2 separate regions of the Oryzias latipes genome follow, and region 1 is linked to region 2. The links are chromatin contacts, called in public Hi-C maps. All regions are on one chromosome and are shown on one strand. The core of a region is the stretch at or near the end of the contact, and the rest is flanking DNA. Distances in the headings are between cores, read along the strand shown.

Region 1 (6,599 bases), core at 2,187-4,686, 220 kb before region 2:
CAATGTTGGCCAGAAGTAGTTTTTGGGGATGTTTCAGGAACATTTGTTTTGCTCATAGCTTCATTTGTTTTGGGTCATCCTTTGTGGAGATGAGTGTGGAAGTATTCCCCATGTTTGATCTAGTTTTCTAAAATAAACAGTTTCTGGGGCAAAGAGGGCATAGAAAGCATGAGCAGACACGAAGACACATTTTTTTCTCATCTCTTCTTTCTCTTGTTTGATGAACCTCCTGACACCTATTGATGTAAATATTTTGGCTCCAAAATTACCTTAACTTAACTTCTACTTGAAAGCAAAAACATATGTAATTTCTTTTGCTGGAAATAAATTCAGGCGTAAAGGGATGAAAGCTAAAGTTTTGATTCAGTCTCTATGTTGGTATTTTTCTGCATTACATATTCTTTTCTGCAGCTCACACTCCTGACAACTCTTTCCTGGGTTTTGTGAGTGAGGAGGCACTAAAGACGGAAAAGAGTAAGGATAGGCTGGAGCCAGAGAGCTACAGGAAAGAGCGGATAGCAGTTGTCTATGGCAAACAGGACTACATGTGGCAGGTAGTATCTCCAAACGAGAAGCGAATAAATAACTGTTTCCAAGAACTACTGGAAGGTTTAAATGAAGACACACGTTGTCATTTTATTTTGTAGGGATTTTCACATTTGGTTTTATTATTTTTAAGTTGGTTTGTGAGATGCCTTACCACGGTCCCTTTCAGTGTGAGTTGCGGTGGGGATACAATAAACCCGGGCAAGCAGCAATAAACCTAAGTTTATGTATTGCTCACAAGTTTGTTATGTTATAGCACTTTAAATACGTGGACCTATAAGTTAACTTGCTTGAATGTAGAGTGACAGGATATTTTTTTCTATGTTGGTCTTTTAAAAAATGTCTATTTTTTTATTTCTAGTCATATTTTATTTATGACTAGATGCCAGCTCGAACGAGAAAAATGAAGACATAGTCGTTTACAAGTGGAGGCATCAGAACGGGACAGAGCAGGGAGCCTGTGGCTTGCCGTAGTAGCTTCTGCGTCACATAAGCTTTTTCCAACAGCATTTCCTTTCTGTGTGCTTATGATTAACAATGATTTGAATAAATAAACACCCAGAAATGCAATTTTAAGCTTAATTGTCTTTAGATATGTCCTCCATCATGAGACAAATACCACAAGAACATATTAAAAACACCAAAACACATTTTTCATTGGAGTGGATCTTTAAATTTTCATTTTCAGTGTGTGGGTATACATTTGTTTACATGTTTTGTTTTGTATTTTTGCTGTTTTTTGGTACCAGGGTAAATCCGAATATGTGCGAATAATCAGTGAAGAACTGGAGACTCATGGCACAGTCTACCAGGCTTCACACCATTCTTCCAATTTGCCCAGTTTTGTGAAAAACCATGGACTCCTGACACAAGAACAATTCCTAAAACTTCTCCACAGAGCCAAGGTGAGAGACGAAGCTGTCACAGAATAATTCTACCAAACATGGAAATGATTTCCTCTGAAAGCAGAGCATGTTTTATAGCTCCAAACGGAATTTGGTGTGTATCAAAACTAATAATAACAACCTGATTTGTTTATCACTTATTGCTTTTTCTGTTGTTTCTGTGTTCCAGGTATTTATTGGGCTCGGTTTCCCATATGAGGGTCCTGCTCCTATTGAAGCCATAGCTCTGGGCTGCATTTTCCTCCAACCACGCTTTGACCCTCCACACACATCAGACAACAACAATTTCTACAAGGGCAAACCCACCACAAGAAAAGTAAAAAAAAAAACTACCAAAAGTGGAAAAAAAACATTATAAATTGTTGCTGTGATCTAAAAACAGTCAATGACTTTCATGGTCAGATCTCCTCCCAGCACCCGTACGCAGAACAGTTCATTGGTAAACCCTACGTGCTGACTGTGGACATGACCAACACGACTGCTGTTCGAGAGGCAGTCAAGTCTATTCTAAACACTGAGGTAGCTGTCACTCGCCTAGAACTAAGAACAGCTTTGTTATAAGTACATAAACATTAATCTCATTTTCTCTAAATTCCACTCATGGTAGCTCTGAATAAAAGAGTTTGTGTATGTTTCTGCAGGTGAAACCTTTCACTCCTCGAGAGTTCACTTGTGTGGGAATGCTGGAGCGGGTTCATAGTTACATCACCTACCAGGTCCAATAACACATTTTTAATTCCAAAAGTTAATAACTACCAGCAGTGTCATAGTAAAAGCACATTTGATACTGTTTTAAATGAGCTAAAAAGCTATTTTAACAACTCACATTAATGATAAGTTTACATTTTCTCATCTATTTCCTGATTCTGAATCCATCAAGAACTTCTGCAGTACATCCGTACCTACTTGGCCCCCAGAGAGTGCTTTAAAGGTGCACTTGGGTCCACTGGGTCAGTCCTGTGTGAGTGTGTGTCAACACTCGTCACTGTGGTGCGAGCCTGCTCTCTTTCATCACCTCAACACTCCTGCGGCTTTCACCAGGTGAGAAAACAGCAGACATGTACTACATGCACATATCTTTGCTTCACAGAAAAACACAAAAAATGATTTTTTTTTTCCAAAATGATGCTGAAACCTCTCACCTCTCAAAAATAGCTTTACATCATAAGGGTTTACTAATAATGAAAACGAAAAATGAAAAAAATTGAGAACTACGGAACCTAGAGTTGAAAGTTAAGGGGTTAGATCTCTAAGTCATCATCTCAGAAGATTTTGCTTTTTGTGTGGAAATGCAAATTTTTAAAAATCATATCAAATAATAACTTATTTCTGTTTTCCAGATATAGATTTGATAACTATCATGAAGAGAAGACAATCACAGAGATTAGTTATATTCTTTTTATGTAGTTTATAATTCTTTTAACTGCATTTTTGGTTGATTTCTATCCAGTTATGTAATTCTAACAATAATTAAATTGTTAACAATTAACCTCTATGTTTGTCTTGTCCATTTATTCACCAGAAATGACAAATTACAATTAAAAAGCCCACAAGTCCAAATTTAAGATGTATTTGATAATTTTGTTGTCAAAAGAAATCACCATATTTATGTTTAACTTTGCTGTCATGTATTCTAACACTTTTTAAAAAAAATAAATGTAACACATTGGTATTTCATTAGAAAGCTAAACCTGGTGGTTAAAACAATTTAGAAAAAAACTTGACATTTAGGCGGCCTTGCTCTCATTGCTCCTGTGGCTTGTATACCTCCACGCTCAGGTATATTAACAGATTTCAGGGATTTCAAAAAGGAATGTGGCATGACGCCTCCTTTTAAGAGAATCCAGGAGGATCAGGAGATGTATGGCATTCCATAAATCTATCACTAATTTCCATTTTGCAGGCTTGGACTGGGCTGCTCTCGCATGGTGCAGGAAGTCAACCATCTGTTCCCCTCTTACAACCCTTGGGGTCGTCACTGTGGCCTTCAGCGGGAGAATCTGCTGTTTAGTTGTGCTGGCTCTGACCCTTCACACCGCAGACTGTGTCCCTGCAGTTCTGGACAAGTGGCACTGTGCCCACAGTGCCTGTAACCCTTGTGCTATACTAGGCACTTTAACAATGGGAGTTGGGTCATCTAGACCCACTAGACAGTGCGCTGAACCTTTTTCTTCAAGGATTTGTGAACCTCACTGGTGTCAATGGATTACATGAAATCTTTCCACCTTTATCCACCTTTGTCATGGTAGGAATAACACGTCAATGCAAGGGTGGGGTCATCTAAGATAGCACAAGGGTTAAACACCACAAAATGAAAGAATTCAGTGGAATAAATCTTATCCAAGAGCCCCTTCCAATGCAAGCTCTGCACATATAGGTTTTTCTAGCACATCCAAGCAGCAGCCTTTACAAAACAAGTGAAAGTTTTACAGTCTTGTCTGTAGTAAAGTTTGTAATTATTTATATCCAAAAATGAAATATTTTGACACATACAGAGACAAGTCTAAAACTTTTCTTACACTAGAGTGATTGGGCAAATGAACAAATGAAAGCTTACCAACTAAAAACTGATAAATTCAAGGCACCAGTGCCAAATCAAATTAACGTTTTCAATTAAAATTGCACCAATCTAAATGGGTTTATGATTATGTAGCTATGCTGGCTATGAAGATTATTTTCCCCTCAAAGGAGAGAGCATGACAGGCTAAGCGATGAGGCTCATTATCTGGGCGATTCATGGATAACCTCTGGATGCCATTGGGAGGTCTGCGCCAGACAGCCATGATTAAATTGTTATATGAACTATTGGTTCCCAATTGTCTGACTCAAGAAACCCCCTAAACAGTGTTTTAAAATCCATGCAACCAATGCAAGGAACAGCAGAGCTGCATTGTTTATCTTTTCAATACACACTGGAAAAAAAGTCACAAAGGACTGGCCTAATTGTGTTTTTTTAAGTCATTTACTGGAAATGGCACTTTGAAACCATTTTGATGATAACATATGATAACAAATGACTAATGTTGCCCAGAGGTGCTCTATTACCCCCTAGCCGTGACCAATATCTAGCCTCAAATCATGACCCTGAACTTCCCGAGGGTATTTAGCAATGTCAGCCACTATAAGGAAAATCCAAAACGGTGAATTCTACGGCACAGACTCGTTTTAACATCTTCCTCCTGCAGAGCAGCCTGTTCAAGAAACAAAAGCGGTGTGTTCAGTGATAGAGAATTGATGAATACATGATTCTGCTGTTGGGAAAACGCCTCAAAGGATGCTAAACAGACATTTTTAATGCTCATTAAAATGTCTTACTAGTATCTAACTAGTAGGAAAAGTTACTTTCTGGCTCAATGTTGTGTGTGTAGCCTGAGCACATTACTTGCAGTGGTTGGAGACCAGGACTGACAAATGTGATCGTAACTAGCTGTGAAATGTCCCATGAAAACAGCCTTTGAGATGAACTGATTTCCCTACATCCAGTGTGAGATTTGCTTAATTAGGCCAAAAGTGATGGAATTTAACTTTGGTTCATGTCAAACAGCAATTTTGGAATAAAAAGGACAAGGTTTCAGAGGTAATTCTTTGACTCAGAGGGTTGTGTTTGAAACATTCAGGAAAAAGATGTTATTTCTGGATGAGTCACAGTTTATATCACATTTGCCAACATAAAAGCTGTCACTCACTTCCCAGGGGGCAATAGAGAGTTCAGTCTAAGGCTCCAAAAACATTTAAATGTGGTCAAAAGTTTCCCTGTTCCACACTTCTGCTGATTTACCTCACAGCATGAGAGAGCAGAACTAACAGGATTAAGACGGTTGCTCCAAACCCATTTGACTGTGACAGACAGCATGATGTCCTTCAGGACAAAAAGATATTTGTATGATGAAGAAGGTTCACGTCATTGGAGCTCTGGATTTTCCACACATTGGTTTTGAAAATCATGTTAAACGACACGACTAAAGATGAAGATATGATGTCTTTAATAAGCTCTTCACAAACATGGTAGATGACAAATACCTCATCCCAAAGTCCCAAAAATTTACATTATTTTTCTAATTCTGTTATAAACAAACCACATTAGTATTAGGGCAACAATTGGTTTAATCATAAAACTTTCCAGAGAATTGTTTTTTTTTGTTGTTGTTTTTTTTTTTAAATACAGTCATTTATTGTAAGTTACATTTATTTCATTTTTGAAATAATCAGTTTTTTTACAGGAAAAAAAAGAAATAGTCCAACATCTAAAAATATATAATTTTCACACAAATGTATGATTGCTTTTCTATTTATAAAATAACAAGAGTAAAAATGGTAAAGCACATTTTGCATTAAACTGTGAAATTAAATCATTTTTGCAAAAACATTTCTGGTCCTGTTATCTGTATATAGGTTTTGTTGATGGTTTTCTCTTGAACAGGACAAATAATGAAAATGCTAATCTTCTGTTACAAGAAATAATAACTATTTTTATTGTTATTTTCATAATATATTAAAGAAATACTTTATAACATAAAAGCGTAATTTATTTGTATATATTTCTAAATGCACTGTTGTCACTTTGATCTGATGAAAAAAAACGTAATCAGTAAAAATATTCTCTGCCAATATTCTATTAAAAACATTTTTTTGAACCTCTTCGGGAGTTCAAAATGACCAAATCATCAAAAGATATTCAAAGAAAATCATGCAGCTGAAATCATGTAGCACATCATCTTTATGGATCCACCAACAGACTAACCGAGGTTTACATTAAGGAGAAACCATGCAATTCAATATAATTCAATTTTAGCCCAATGTCATTTTAGTTGTCTCAACTGGCTTTAACACTAGTAATCATACAAAAACATAAATTCAGTCAGGAAATACAATAGCTGATTGCTAAACTAAACTATAGACAGTCTAAGCTAAACTGGAATTCTCATCAAGAAAATGTAACTTTAGTGAGGGTGGACAAAATTATTTATCTGAGCATTTTTTTTATATAAAAAATTTCAACGGAACCTGATGACTTTGTATGTCACCACAAAAAAAAGTAACATCCATCAAGGAAGAGAATACAACTTTTAACTTTACTTTTTAAAAAAAGTGCTAAGAAATGGAAGGAAAAAGGAAAAAAAAAAAGAATGACATGAACCTTTAAAAGGA
Region 2 (6,632 bases), core at 1,774-4,273:
ATGGGAACATCAGGAAGAAGGAACACGAGAAACTGGAGAAATACCAGGGACTCAGACAAGAACTGGAGAAAGCATGGAAAGTCAAGGTGACAGTGGTGCCTGTGGTAATTGGAGCACTCGAGGCAGTAACCTCCAAGCTGGAGGAGTGGCTACAACAGATCCCTGGAAAGACCTCAGACCAGTCCAGAAAAGTGCAGTGCCAGGAACAGCTAAGACACTGCAGGACCCTCAAGCTCCCAGGCCTCTGGTAGAGGACCCGAGCTTGGGGGAGAAACCCCTCTGGTAGAGGACCCGAGTTTGGGGGAGAAACCACCCACGGTTGTCAGATAGATAGATAGATAGATAGATAGATAGATAGATAGATAGATAGATAGATAGATAGATAGATAGATAGATAGATAGATAGATAGATAGATAGATAGATAGATAGATAGATAGATAGATAGATAGATAGATAGATAGATAGATAGATAGATAGATAGATAGATAGATAGATAGATAGATAGATGGCAATAAATTACCCAAATTGTCGTTTATTAATAGCTTGTGTTTTTAATAGTAAATATAAATGTAGAATGACAAGTGTAAGTTTCAACCACAACTAAATAACACAATAAAGGCTAAAATCAAACCGAAAAACAGCGTTGGCAATTTATCTGAATCTTCACAGAGCCATTACCTATCATTGGTAATTGATTTAAATGTTTTGAAGGGGAAAAAAACAATGTTTAAAGCCAAAATAACACTTCAGAATTTGATTTAGTAATCAACACAAATTGTGAATTCTGTTAACAATAATAACTTCTGGTATAACATGAAAAAGAGAGTTGGGAGTTCTTAACTGAAAAATTCAATTTCAAACATTAATTAAAAAATAGAAATAGAAAGTTCTAAAAAAATTAATAATTTAACACTCTTCAAACTATAATCAAGCTCAGAGGACTGCAACCTCTAACACTATAACGGAGCCATTTTGTCCCGTTTCTTACTGACCAAAACCCAGCGAGAACCGAAAAGTCCCAATTCAACGTTTAGAAAAAAACATATTTTATAATTTGTTTTTGATGTCATTAAGGCTTTTATTCATAAATTTTTGCTTTTGACAAAATACAGTAATTGAAGTGTAACATGTTCTATTTTTCTTTTTCTTTATATAACAATTTAAAAAAAAGTTCCATTCAAAATAAAATTCATCCTGTTGTTTTTTTGCATACCCCTGATTTAGCTGTACCTTTAAGTCTTCTTTAATGGTAAAATGGCTCAAGATAAGAAATTCTGTTACTTGGCTGCACAAATCCCACAGTAAATCATCACAGAGCACTGATACTAAACAAATTATGATAAATATTCTTTCCAACACGTATTTTTTTCCTTTAAGTTTTACTTTCCAGCTACAGTTGGTTGATAAAAATGACACTGAGGGAAATAAAACAAACATATCAAGGTAGATGGGGTGACTCAAGGCCACAACTGTTCTTGATGGCAGTGCTGCAAGCAACGCCGACCACTCTATCACCTTCCCTAACAGAGGCTGACGAGAAGCCATAAAAACCTTAAAGCAAAATTTTGCTTTTACTTTAGTTCCAAACACTTTAAGTGCGTTTCAGCCAGATTAAAGCAAAACTACAACAAAAACATGCAAGCCGGGCAGCATGGAATCAATGAGCCAGTTTGAATGCATGTGCTTGCTTTGCCATGGGGGTGTGGGTGGGGCAATAATGGAGTGAGAGGATTTGTGTTGAAATATTTCATGTTGAAAGAGGGCGGCAGCTGGAAGAAGAGAGAACAAATAACTCTATAAAATGGGTTTACATGTATCTTAACCCAACGTCCACCTGTCCGTCTATGCATCAGTGACTGTCAATAATGTGGTGTCCATCTTTCACCACGCTAAGTCACACATGCAAACGCACACCAAGTGCAATTATCTAGTACACCAAGATCAAAGATGGAGGACAGCAACTGCAATACAGCATCCACTTTTTGACATGTATGAATATCTAGAGTTAAGTTTTCAACCTAAAGTTATCATTCTGCAAAAAATAAGCAGTTGTGTTAATTCCACATTACTTAAGTATGATTTAAAAGTTCGGGGGGAAATAAAATATCACTTTACAATAGCTACAAACACAATCCTCTGGTGCATGGAGCCTGCTTTTCCCCAATAGTTGCGACAGTCTTGCTCTCTATGACTCATTGTTTCCAAAATCTGTCATATGAGTCCCATTAGCAGGAAACAAAAGACATTGCCTTACTCCGCTCTCCCAGCCTTCACTTTTGCCTTATCCTCCCCCAGACGATTGCAGGTTTGCCTGCAACTATCATTTCCTCTTTCATCATCCTCACATTTTCTTTTCATTTGTGCTTGTTATTCCTTTTCTGAAAATATATTTCACTTTTTTCCCTTTTATTTTGTACTGTTAAAAAGAAAATCTAGAAGAAAATATCATCCGTGAGCAGTTTTATTGCACTTGTCAATCCTTGTCTCCTTCCTAACATCGTCACTTTTTTTTATCTTTTCATCCAGCATCATTTGCCTGCATCACTCACTCTGTGTTCTCTTACAGTTTTAGCACCGAGCAGGTTTTTGTTGGGTGACTGTGCACAAGCTGAAGTAGCTGAATTTTAAAAACCACAGCTTCCCGGACTACAGGACACACATTCCACTGTCATCATCTGTTTTTGTATGTGTCAACATATTGTGTAGCGTTAAAAACCTTGTTCCTGGATCCACATCTATTCCTGCTCACATGTGGTCAAATGCATGGTCTTTACTTACCCTGTCAAAATGACTTCTGCTAAAATAAAGGTAAAAATAATACCTGCGGCTTCTTTCTCTGACATTTTTGAGCAAGGGATTGGGAGTAAAGTGGATGACAGAACAGAAACAACCCAATAATGCAAAGCTTTCATTCAAGAATGCATCAGTGTGTGTGAGTGCGAGTGTGTGGGGGTGTAAAGATGCGTGCGTCCCCTGTGACATGCACTCTCAGTGACTTACAATGTGCGTGTGTGTGTCTTATGAGAGGGCAGATGGGAGGGGGAGGAGTGAGCACCTCTAAATATGCATCTTAATGGCTGCTCTGTTCCCACCATTCAAACCCAATGATTGAGAGCGAGGGCCCGAGAGGCAGGGGATGAGAAGGAGAAGTGGGGCAACATGTTTTCGAGCGGCCGGCCGAAGCTGGGTCAGGAAAGACAGAATGGTGTAAGCAAACGTCAACATGAGGCCAGCTATGAGAGGAGCTGCCATACCTGACTCCTTCAACCGTGGTGACACACACACACACACATATAGTGAGACAGGCTCCAGCAGCAGCAGCATTGAGGAGCGGAGTGGAGAACTAGCCTCCTCAGGCAATAGATGTTTGTCGCTAAATGAAGGCCGGCATTCTTTGGTTTCCCAGGGTGCTGGGTGCCTGCCAGTCCCCCGGCCACTGAGTGCCATTTTATTAAGAACAAAATGGAGCCCCTATGAAAGGAGCCCAGCACTGAGCCTGCACAGGTCTCACTGAGCTGGGCCTCGACATAAACAAACAGAACCTTAAAGAGACAGGCTGGCAGAAAATAAGAGACGGCAGGGGCCTCTCGAGAGCCGTTTGAGAGATACAAAAAACAGAGGGTATTACTGATGATCAGGATTCACCTCACAGTAAGACGGAGGGAGGCGTGTGAGCTGAAGAATAAAGTGAAAGCTAGCTGGCTTCATCAACAAAGGCCGGATAGACAAGATAGACCAGATAATGGTATGGGAAGCAAATTCTGTTCCAAAATTCATTTTTAAATAATTAGTTTAATAGTCATGAATCTGCATTATTGTGTCAACAAGGAGGCCCCACTGAAAGGTTGACAGACGTCTTGAAAACATCTGACACCTTCACAACTTTATTCTTCTTCACAAAACAACTTTTCAGCAGGTGAAATTTTGAAATTATTAAAATTTTCTAATTTACTGTTTGTTAGTCCCATTGATTATTAAGTCCAGACTTTTTTTTAAAAGTCTTTAGAGATATGTTTATCCTTTCTCTGCAGTCATGGACGACTGAAATTGGGCTATCCAATATGTTTAATTTTATCCTGCAAACATCATTTCAATTGTCCAATTCATAAAGTAGCCAGGAGGTGTCAGTAATACAGAGGATGTGCTCAGGCCTGCTGGCAAGCCAGTGTGTATACAGTATGTGTGTGTAAGAAGGTGAAAGTGTGTTTAAAATAAGACTTCAATGGTTTGTGTACACAAGTCCACAAGAGACTGTGTTTTTTCAGTACAATGAGTGAACAGAGAAAAATGTGTGTGCGCGTGTGTGCACAGTATGAGTCTGATGTCAGTTGTAAGGAATGAACTTGACTCAATTTATAAACAAACAACATGTAAAGGCTTTTATAAATACTTGGCTCTCACTAGTGCTGTTATCATTTGCTGACCTGAATATAAAACTCTTGTTTCATTGACTTTATTACAATTTTATTTAAAAAGCTAGTGGAAATGTAAATAAGAGTAGAAAATGCCTTAAAACAAAGTCAGCATACATAAATGTGAAGCTGAATATATTTGCAGTCAGGTATGGCAATAAACCAATATGATATATATTTTATTTTTTCTATTTTGTGCAAGGTGCTTAACATATTTGTAGAAATATAAAACAAATATATTGAATAATTACAAATAAACTTGTATTTGCAGCCATATGCAGGCATCAGCATCATGGAAAAGCCCTACAGCTGGAACCAACCTCCCTGATACAGACACCTCTAACTGAGGATACCCTTGAACTAAAATTCTAAATATTCAATGATAAATTCTAATAAATAGGAATACAGCAGCACGGTAGTGTACCTGTCAGCCCAATTGGCTTACAGCAAGGACGCCTGGTTCGAATCCTAGCTGGGTCCTTTATGTGTGGAGTTTGCATGTTCTCCCAGTGCATGTGCGGGTTTTCCTCCAGGCCCTCTGGCCTCCTCCAACAGTTATGAAAAATAACTTGGATAGGATGACTGAGACTTAAATTGTGCTGTGTATGTGTATCTGTGTGCGTTTGACCCTGTGGTGGAATGACAAACTGTCAGAGGTGTATCTCATCTTTGTCATGTTGTAGTTCCGATAGGTTCCAGGCGCATACTGCAGAAGTTGAATTAGGATGTAGCATGAGATATGGATTGCACAAAATAAATCAATGCGATAAAGTAGAAAGAATGAGTGCAATGAACAAGTTAAATAGTTTGCAGCCCCCTTGAAGAGGGTCTGACCTCTATTGAAGCATGAGACATGCACTGCTTTCTGTGCCAGGAAGGCAAAGGTGGCACTCTATGTTGGAATCCATTGGAGTGCACACTCAGCAACTTGCTAGCTTGTGTCTGTGCTGACGATGGCTAAAAAATTCCCTTATAGAAAGAATTAAAGATGGGGTAGAGGAGGTGGTAAGTGCCGTCATTGTCAGCTGCCCCAGGGCACATCAGTCAGAGGTTGGAGGAGATGAAGAGTGCAGGAGAGTCGCAGACACTGGACATGTCTGTTTAAAAAAAAAAAAAAATCTCTTGCATGCTAAGATATTTATAAGAGCAAAAAAGACGCTGCATATTGTTTTCTAAGGAACAAACCGTAGAATCAAAACAGCTTGTGCAATCTTGTTTCACATTTGATAAATAACATTGTATGTGCTAAGTAGATCTTGTTCACAATGTAATGTAGATGTCCATATTGCATATTCATCAAAGGCACAAAACAAATTGTACGCTTTCAAAAAAATTAGCAGACAGGTTCGACAACTTGTTTTTGTGCCTTGTAGAATTTTTACACTTGCTAACCTTTAGCCAAACAGGTTCACAGACTTCCATTTGAAATGACTTAAAACGAGGTACCAGTGTAAAAGCTAAGTCAGTCAGCAATGTTAGTTGGTGCTGCAGAAAAAAAGGCTACAAGAACATAATAAAATTGTATATATCTTTTAACCTAAAACCCTATTATACCCCTGTCATTCATCAGATATAAAACAAATAAATGAATGAAGGAATGAATGAAGCTTTATTTATATAGCACTTTACCACACTTTCATGGTACTAAAGTACTTTACAATAAAAGAAAGACAAAAGAAAGTTTCAAATTAGGCAAATTAAGAATGGCATTAAAAACAGCATAAAAGGAGAAAAATTTGCATTTTGAACTAACTGGGGACGGTACGGTGATCGCCGGGTGACACTGAAAGTATGGTAATAATCTATGCGAGAGGTATTCATGGGATGGATGGCTGTTTCTAGATCACTGTGACTCAAGGAAGGTTTAGCTTTAGCTAAGGCGTAAGTGATAAAAGCTCATTTTGACAACATTGTCAATCTGTTTGTCAAATTTAGAACAGCTGTCAAAGAAAACTAACCCCCAGATTTCAAACAGCAGTAGAGCCAAAATATAAAATCACTTATCCCTTGTCATATTTTATTTTGATAAAAACTATTTCAATTATTAATTTTACCTTACACCAACATTTATTAATTAAAAAATAAATAAAAACACAACACAAACTCTGCAGCCAAAAGATAACAAACCCAAAAACTCACAAGAAATCCTAAACCCTTTGGGAAATAATTTTCAAATGAAATGAAGATCTAAGCATTTTGACAATACAATTTTGAATTTT

Evidence for each region. Hi-C and Micro-C count contacts between places; a contact is called where the count stands out from the background.
Region 1: a contact with region 2 is called in a Hi-C map of fibroblasts, with 2.9 times the contacts expected there. The contact joins two enhancer-like sites. A contact is called at or near these places in 2 of 5 Hi-C or Micro-C datasets (embryo and fibroblasts).

Annotation. Positions count from the first base shown.
Region 1 is chr19:8,798,243-8,804,841 of ASM223467v1, reverse strand. It overlaps LOC101162079 (alpha-1,6-mannosylglycoprotein 6-beta-N-acetylglucosaminyltransferase B), which reads left to right. Exons shown (of 18, transcript XM_011488111.3): 12 at 412-554; 13 at 1,296-1,451; 14 at 1,621-1,767; 15 at 1,854-1,970; 16 at 2,093-2,167; 17 at 2,332-2,492; 18 at 3,355-3,631. The coding sequence ends at 3,544. Among protein-coding and RNA genes, the nearest start is that of LOC101162079, 13 kb to the left of the region's middle. Within about 2 kb of position 3,436, at least 1 of the 8 cell types and tissues checked has an H3K27ac peak or open chromatin away from gene starts, as enhancers often do.
Region 2 is chr19:8,581,347-8,587,978 of ASM223467v1, reverse strand. The region is part of intron 5 of LOC101159862 (ankyrin repeat and fibronectin type-III domain-containing protein 1); the gene reads right to left. Among protein-coding and RNA genes, the nearest start is that of LOC101159862, 62 kb to the right of the region's middle. Within about 2 kb of position 3,023, at least 4 of the 8 cell types and tissues checked have an H3K27ac peak or open chromatin away from gene starts, as enhancers often do.